Linked DNA regions of Callithrix jacchus: region 2 is linked to region 1. A link is a contact called in public Hi-C data. All regions are on one chromosome and are shown on one strand. Each heading gives the region's core, a stretch centred on a gene start, on an enhancer-like site or on the middle of the called end of the contact. The rest is flanking DNA. Distances are from core to core; before and after follow the strand shown.

Region 1 (3,851 bases), core at 672-3,171:
CTTATGTCCAATTACGGAGTTCCTGTTGGAAATCTTTCCATGCATCAGGAAGAGGTACCATCAAACACATCACAAATCTTAGCTTAACAGCACAAAGCCACTTAAAAATATTTTATTTTCTCTTAGAAAATAGTTTTCCTATCATTTCATGCATGAAAGGCATTTTTTCCTCATTTTTGCAATTGTTCTCTCCAATTCCTATTCTTCAAGAAATTGTCAGAAGCTTCTCTGGTGCCTGAACAGACATTAAAATGCACAACGAAACACTTTTTCTGCCACTCTTATCGGCCTCCCTTTTTCCTCTCCGTCAGGTGCCACTAGTCCTCTTCTTTAGCCTTTTTGCTAAGCCTCCAGCCAAACCAAAGAGGTATGTCTTTCTTGACCTTTTCCCCCTCAAAAAAATCTAATAACTAGGATGTCCTGAAGTGGTAAAAAGGGAGCACTTCCTTTGAGATCCTTGCTGACCACGAACACAGTCAGGGAGCACTTCCTTTGAGATCCTTGCAGTCAGGGAGCACTTCCTTTGAGATCCTTGAAGTCAGGGAGCACTTCCTTTGAGATCCTTGCTGACCACGAACACAGTGAGGGAGCACTTCCTTTGAGATCCTTGCAGTCGGGGAGCACTTCCTTTGAGATCCTTGCTGACCACGAACACAGTGAGGGAGCACTTCCTTTGAGATCCTTGCAGTTGGGGAACACTTCCTTTGAGATCCTTGCTGACCACGATCACAGTCAGGGAGCACTTCCTTTGAGATCCTTGCAGTCAGGGAGCACTTCCTTTGAGATCCTTGAAGTCAGGGAGCACTTCCTTTGAGATCCTTGCTGACCACGAACACAGTGAGGGAGCACTTCCTTTGAGATCCTTGCAGTCGGGGAGCACTTCCTTTGAGATCCTTGCTGACCACGAACACAGTGAGGGAGCACTTCCTTTGAGATCCTTGCAGTTGGGGAGCACTTCCTTTGAGATCCTTGCTGACCACGATCACAGTCAGGGAGCACTTCCTTTGAGATCCTTGCAGTCAGGGAGCACTTCCTTTGAGATCCTTGAAGTCAGGGAGCACTTCCTTTGAGATCCTTGCTGACCACGAACACAGTGAGGGAGCACTTCCTTTGAGATCCTTGCAGTCGGGGAGCACTTCCTTTGAGATCCTTGCTGACCACGAACACAGTGAGGGAGCACTTCCTTTGAGATCCTTGCAGTTGGGGAGCACTTCCTTTGAGATCCTTGCTGACCACAAACACAGTCAGGGAGCACTTCCTTTGAGATCCTTGCTGACCACGAACACAGTCAGGGAGTAGAGAATGCAGGCTGGCTCTTGAACACAAAACGGAGCTTGAAACCTCATATCACCTTCAACATGCTAGGAGGGTCAGCTCAGACATACTCCTCTCACTTGCGCAGGATTCAGTCCTTGTTGGGGAAACATGTCTCTTGACTCTCTGAATCTGTCTCTTTCTCTCCCTCCCTCATCCTGCAGTAATGATGTCATAAAGGACCCAAGGTGGAGGAATAAATACTGAATCCAAAAGATGACTGAAGCGATGTATTTTATTGTAATGACAGAAAGAGAGTGAAGTTCTTGCTCAGGTTTACCTGTGAAAACTGTGTCTGGATGCATGTACCACAGTGGCTTGAGGGGATGAGCACTGGTCTGTGTGGTGGACAGGAGTTCCGGAGTGAGCAGTCCAATCAGATACAGTGGGGTGCAGGACACTCCTATGTTTTGGTCCTACCATGCTGAGCCCAGATAGAGATGACCTGCCCCTCTGATCTGTCCAGGCAGGAAGGACATGGGAAGTCTCAACCCCTTCTCCTTGGGGGGACCTGGTCTTTTGATTCAGGAAGGGAAGCCCTTCTCTGCAAACTTTCACTGACATATTGCTTAGGCCAGAACTAGGTCACAAGCCTCTGGCTGGAGGGAACCAAGGACAATGAGGTTGTCACTTTCCAGCCTGGAGAGTGGAGGAGGGAAGCAGAGGGAAGGTGCCTGGGAGTGGATGTCTTGTGAGCCCAGAGCCAATCTGCCAGACCTGGCGACAAAGAGGCTGTGCTTTCCCAGCCGTATCTTGTATCATTTGTTTTCTGTGCCAGCTGGGCTTTGGAAACACATGCAGAGAAACTGTAAGTTCTTCCTTCAGTCCCTCTTGGAAGTTGCAGATGGATGCCAAGGGTGAATATTTATTCTTGACCCACTGAAAGCAAAATGGACAGGAGAAGGGATGGGGTGGGGCAGGGGACTGGTTAAATGGATTCAAGTTCACACCTATTTTCAGTGTCAAAGCCCAAAATCACACTTGAGCCTCTCCTCACATTAGAATGAGCAATAGAAAGCCAGGCAGCCCTGTAGCTATGTGAATGTTGCTTGTATCAGAGTCACCACACCTTGCCGTGAGATTGATAGATTTCTTAAGCAGCCGGAAATATTTGCTTCCGGCCCCCCCATCTTCCTCACTCTTTTAAATACTCAAAACTCCATCACACAGCCCCCTAGATTTGTTTTAATTTTTAAGATAACTGTTTTCAACAAAAGAAGGAAACTTTCTTTCAAATGACCCTCCATAAATTTCCCTAATGATGTTTTAATCTCTGATAGAAATATGAAACACATAACCAGATAATTGCCCTCTATCTAGGCTATAAACACTTGTTTGTACATTGTATTTCTGTAAGTTACAGATGATTATTGCTTGGTAATTACTGATCCTGTCTATTTCCTCATCCTGGATGCAAATATTTCTCCCTGAGAAAGTCATTGCCTCATTTAAGAAAAAAAAAAAAAGAAGAAAGAAAGAAAGTTGTTATTCAGTTTTTCCCTTGAAATCAGAAATTTCTTTCTGTTTTGCTTTCATTTTGTTTTGCTGCAAGATCAGTGTTCATTTAGAGAATTGTTGATTTCGTATGCAACACTGCCCTCTCATTCCATGGTCCATAAGTGCCTATTTTTTGATGGACTTCTTTTTAAACAGTGAGTTCCTCAAGACATTTTTGGGGCCCCCAAATGGAAAAGGTCATCACAAATAGAAGTCTCAATTTGCTAGCTGGGCTTGCTCAATGGCTCTGCTGATTTCAAGACTGATGCTGCTTTGTGCAAATGAGTTCATGTTAAATTAATTTTAAATCAAAGACTCAATGTGTCCAGTCTTGAAACATATTTTTTAAAAAAGAGAACTATGCAGCTTCAACGTTTTGCAAAAATTCTACTTTGCTTTCTTTGCCAATATTCAGCTTTTACTCCTAGGCATTAGAATGCCCTCCATGGAGACTGTGATTTCTCAAAAGAAACTGTGCTAGTCTTGGATAGAGAATGAAATAATAAGATGTGGGCAATAAATCAAATATAGCCTGAGAGCCACACCACAGAGCACCGTCTGTCATCTCCTCTCCTTGGGAGGTTCATTGGTCTTGATCAGCTCTCATGTGCTTCTGAAAATGTGTAGGTTTATATATATAGATATTTTTAATTGTTATTAGGTCCTAAGGAAAGACCCAGAAAATCTTGCAGCAGTCAGTTTTCCAGATAGGGTCATGTTAAAAAGAGCAAACAGAAGTCAGAACTCCAAACACACTGCAGGGTATTCTATGGTCACATTCCATTGTAGGTGAGTTTTTTGTTTGTTTGTTTTGTTGAGACAGAGTTCTCTCCTGTTGCCCAGACTGGAGTGCAATGATGCAATATCGGCTCACTGCAACCTCCACCCCCCAGGTTCAAGCGATTCTCCTGCCTCAGCCTCCCAAGTAGCTGCGATTACAGGCATGTGCCACCACACCCAGCTAATTTTGTATTTTTAGTAGAGACGGGGTTTCACCATGTTGGCCAGGCTGGTCTCGAACTCCTGACCTCAGGTGATCC
Region 2 (4,422 bases), core at 1,455-3,954, 370 kb before region 1:
TTTCTGTGGACGACTGTGTAGTGTGTTAGTTTTGCTTCTTAATCTTTAGTGAGGGTTATAAATGATGCTCACTAAATAAGACCTCACACCAAACAAATCAGTTTCATTCTATTATTTTGAAGTTTTCTGTTCTGTTTGCCTTAAGGCCTTTCATCTTTTGCTTTATTAGAATATACCCTTGAGTGTTATGCTTTTTCTTAAATTTCTGTAGGTCATCAAGTGTCTGCCCCCACTTTCTCCTTTTGACAGACAGATGTCTGCTTCCTTTCTACCTCTGGCATAGAGTGCCAATTCCAGACTATCGGAAAGAAAGGCCACGTAAAAAAACTGTGGCCCATCTCTATGAAGTTCCTTCTCCTAGGATCATAATGAATGGAGAGTTGGGTCATCCTAAATTGAAAGCACAAGTGTTGGAGTCAGATGAGCCCAAGATAAAACCCATAACCAGCTCACTGGCTGCGTGACAAGGGACAGGTTATTACTCTCTCTGAGCTGAGCTCTTTCCTCCCCCATCTCCTGATGCTACTGTGAGAACTGAAGGGGACAAGGTCTCTTGAGTGTTTAGCACGGCTGCAGTGTACTGTGGATGGCCAATAAGCAATACTGGTTTTATATTGTTGCCATTTTTATTGTTATCATTATTAATAAATTGCGGGATCTTCCATAGAAGTAGGGTGATGTACAGGATGTAAGAAGAAAACAAAAGGCAGAATGGTTTGTGGGGCAGAGGGTTATTTATGGGCATGGGTATTGTGTGGATGGGAGATCAGGAAACTAAACAAGCTCCAGCTGGAATTGCTGAGAACGCATTGATGAGACCACAATCCACAGCCATGAAGTCTACCTTCTGGGAGAGCTCAGTTCTGATTGTAATTAGACCATAGACCTGTGCTGAGATGGTCACGTTTCTCCATGCCCAGCAATCAATGCCTAGGGAACCCAATTCTAAAGTCAAACTCTTAAAAATCATCCTTCTCTAAAAAGGTGTCATTGAGAAGATCCTTATGCCTCAGTCCCAAGCGTCCGAGCTCTCCTTGGCGTCATGTTGTCATCATTCCCAGGGCCTTCCTCCCTGACAGGTCAACTGAGCCGTTACTGCTGGGTAGGGTCCCAGGTTCATGGCCCCAGACAAAAAGCTTCCTGGTCATTGTTGGGCTCTCCCCTCTCCTCTCCCGTAGTTTGGCTGGTGTTCTCTGCCTCCTATCTGGGTCCTGCCCTCCACCTACCTTTGTGGACTCTTTGTCCTGCTTATGTCTGCCCTGAGCAGTCACAGGGCTTAGGTAAAATGCTGAAGGTTTTCCATCTTGCCTTATGAGTGCTGCTTTTCTGACCCGGCCCATTCTCATCTTTCCAGGGCATGTAACTCTGTCTTTTCTCTTCCTGTCTGTCAAAGCTCAAGATGATTCATAGGATTCAACCTATTTTTCTCTCTTACCAATTTATATTGATTTTTCTAATGCCCCTACTACATGTGTCAACAAGACTCAACATGTATTTGATAGAGAACTTATTTTTAATATTTTAAAAATAAAATTTATTTTTCAGTTGAAGGATATTTTGAGTCAATTGGAATTAATTTTGAATAGGACTGAGTTTAGGGATCTGAGAAGAATATCCTTGGCTGTAATCAAAGAAAAAGAATGATCTAATATTCTTTTTATTTTATTTATTCATCTTTCCCCCTTTAAAAAAAGTGATAATACATATATAGAATACTATTTATCATTTTAACTATTCATAAGTTTACAACCCAGTGTCATTAAAGTATATTGACAGTGCTGTGTACCCATCATCACTATCTATACCCAAAACTTTTTCATTGATGCCGGTAGAAACTCTGTATCCATTAAACAAAAGCTCCTCTTACCCCTAACATTCCTTGGTAACCTTTATTGGTTCATCTTTTTTTTTTTTTTTTTTTTGAGACAGAGTTTTGCTCTTGTTACCCAGGCTGGAGTGCAATGGCGCGATCTTGGCTCACCGCAACCTCCACCTCCTGGGTTCAGGCAATTCTTCTGACTCAGCCTCTCGAGTAGCTGGGATTACAGGCACGCGCCACCATGCCCAGCTAATTTTTTTGTATTTGTAATAGAGACGGGGTTTCACCATATTGACCAGGATGGTCTCGATCTCTTGACCTCGTGATCCACTGGCCTCGGCCTCCCAAAGTGCTGGGATTACAGGCTTCAGCCACCGTGCCTGGCCTGGTTCATCTTTTTAACCGTTAAGAAGTGAACTCAGCCAGCTCACTATATGCATTGATTCTCTATTGCCTCATGAAAAACGACCTAAACTTAGTGGCTGCAAACAACCTGTATTAATGAGCTCACAGTTGCTGTAGGTACAAAGTCCAGGCTGGGTGTGGCAGGGCTTTCTGCTCTTGGTTTCACAGACCGCAGTTAAGGTGTTGAACACACTACTGTACAGTTCTCATCTGGAGGAAGGTGCTACGGTTCTCATCCAAGGTGCAGGACCCTTTTCCAAGTTCACTGTTTGCTGGTGGACTTCATTTCTTTGTGTTTGAATGGCAGAGGTCCTTATTTCCTTGCTAGATGTTGGCCCAAGAAGGCTCTTGGCTTCTGGAGGCTGCCTGCAGTTCCCTGCCACATGGCCCCTGTAGGCGGTTCACCATATGGTAGTTCCTTCTCTTAGGCCAACAAGAGCACATCTCTCTGATTTTCTTCTCTGCAACCAGTTGGAATAAACACTCTTAAAGACCTCATCTGATGAATTAGGCTCATCCCAAATAATCTGCCTTTTGTATATAACATAGTATAACTCCAGGACTGATACCTCATCATATTCGCAGGTTCCACTGATACTTGGAGGAAGGGATTTTATAGGACTTGTATATACCAAGAGAGGATATCTGGGGGACCATCTTAGAATTCTGCCCCCACATTCTGCTAGGGCCAAGATCCCTCAGCCCAAATCCTCTTTAGTAGTTCTTTCTGTGCTTAATTTCTACCAAGGTGTTTCTAGTGTTCTGCTTTTTAAGACTGTGCAGGTTGGTTACCAAGACAGAGAATTAAGTTCCCACCTCTAATTCGCATGAACTTGATAAAGCCCTTTCACTTTCTCAATCATTTAATCCATGTCTATACATATGGAACTCTCAGTGAAGACTGTAAATCTGTGTGGTGTTATGGGCAATAATGTATTCACTCAACAAACACTCACTAAGCATTTACCACATGCCAAGTCCTAGGCTGGGTGCCAGGGGGCTGTGACTTCTTCCAGTGGCAGATGTCTGTTTAAGGGATCCTCTTAGTCATGATCTTAGTCCATCTTCTGTTGCTTATAACAGAATACCTGAAACTGGTTTATAAAGAAAAAGAATTTATTTTTTGCAGTTATAGAGGTTGAGAAATCCAAGGTCAAGTGGCTACCTCTGGTAAGGGCCTTCTTGCTGAGGGGGACCCTATACAGAGTCCTGAGGTGGCACAGAGCATCACATGGCCACGGAGCCGAGGGCGCTCACCTACTTGCTCTGGTTCCTCTTCCCCTTCATAGAAAGCTACCAATTGCACTCCCACGATAGCCATTAATCCATTAACTCATCAATCTGTTAATCCATGGATGAACTAATCCACTCATGAGCGCAGAGCCTGCACGACCCAATGACCTCTTAAAGGCCCCACTTCTCAATACTACCACACTGGGAATTAAGTTTCAACAGGAGTTTTGGAGGGGATACTCAAATCATAGCAGTCATTTCTCACTGAGGATACATCAGTGATCAAAGCAGCTAAAAAGTCCTACCTTCCTGGAGCTGACATTATCAGCAAGGAGGACAGAAAGTGAATACCACACATGATACAGTATATCACGGGCCAGACGGTGATAATGTTCCTGGAAGTAGATACCCTTTTATCCACTACTTTAGGAAACTGTAGTTCCAAGAAGTGGAGACTACCCAAGGTCCCCCAGAGAGTGACAAAGATGGAACTAAGTTCGGCCCTCTTCACTCTTCATCTTCACTTCTTCCCCCCGTACCTTCCAGAAATGGCCCTCAGGGTACCCCCTCCCCTACTCCTGCATGCTCCTACCACACGGTGGATTTCCCTCCCTGCTCTCCTCCAGCCCTGATCAAAGTTCTCCTGGCTCTCTCCAGGCTATAAGTGCCCGAGGAGAAAAACTATACTTTATTTGATGCTGGATTAGTTTCCTGGGGCTGCCACACCACAAACTGGGAGACTTAAAAAAGGAAATGTATTGTATTGAGGTCAGAAGTCTGATATTAAAGCATTAGCAGGTTGGTTCCTCCTAAGGCTGTGAGGGAGTGTGTGCTCCAGGCTCTCCCCAGCATCTTGGGGTTGCCAGCAAACCTGGGTGTTTCTTGGATTCTAGATGCATCACCCTGTCTCTGTCTTTGTATTCAACGGCATTCTCCCTGAGTATGTTTTTCTTTTCAAATTTCCC

What was found. Hi-C and Micro-C count contacts between places; a contact is called where the count stands out from the background.
Region 2: a contact with region 1 is called in a Hi-C map of induced pluripotent stem cells, with 4 times the contacts expected there. The contact joins two enhancer-like sites. A contact is called at or near these places in 2 of 3 Hi-C or Micro-C datasets (induced pluripotent stem cells and skeletal muscle).

The regions. Positions count from the first base shown.
Region 1 is chr21:41,082,896-41,086,746 of calJac240_pri, reverse strand. All of the region lies in intron 2 of RUNX1 (RUNX family transcription factor 1), which reads left to right. Among named protein-coding and RNA genes, the nearest start is that of RUNX1, 7.6 kb to the left of the region's middle. Within about 2 kb of position 1,921, at least 2 of the 16 cell types and tissues checked have an H3K27ac peak or open chromatin away from gene starts, as enhancers often do.
Region 2 is chr21:41,449,608-41,454,029 of calJac240_pri, reverse strand. No RefSeq gene overlaps it. Among named protein-coding and RNA genes, the nearest start is that of RUNX1, 360 kb to the right of the region's middle. Within about 2 kb of position 2,704, at least 2 of the 16 cell types and tissues checked have an H3K27ac peak or open chromatin away from gene starts, as enhancers often do.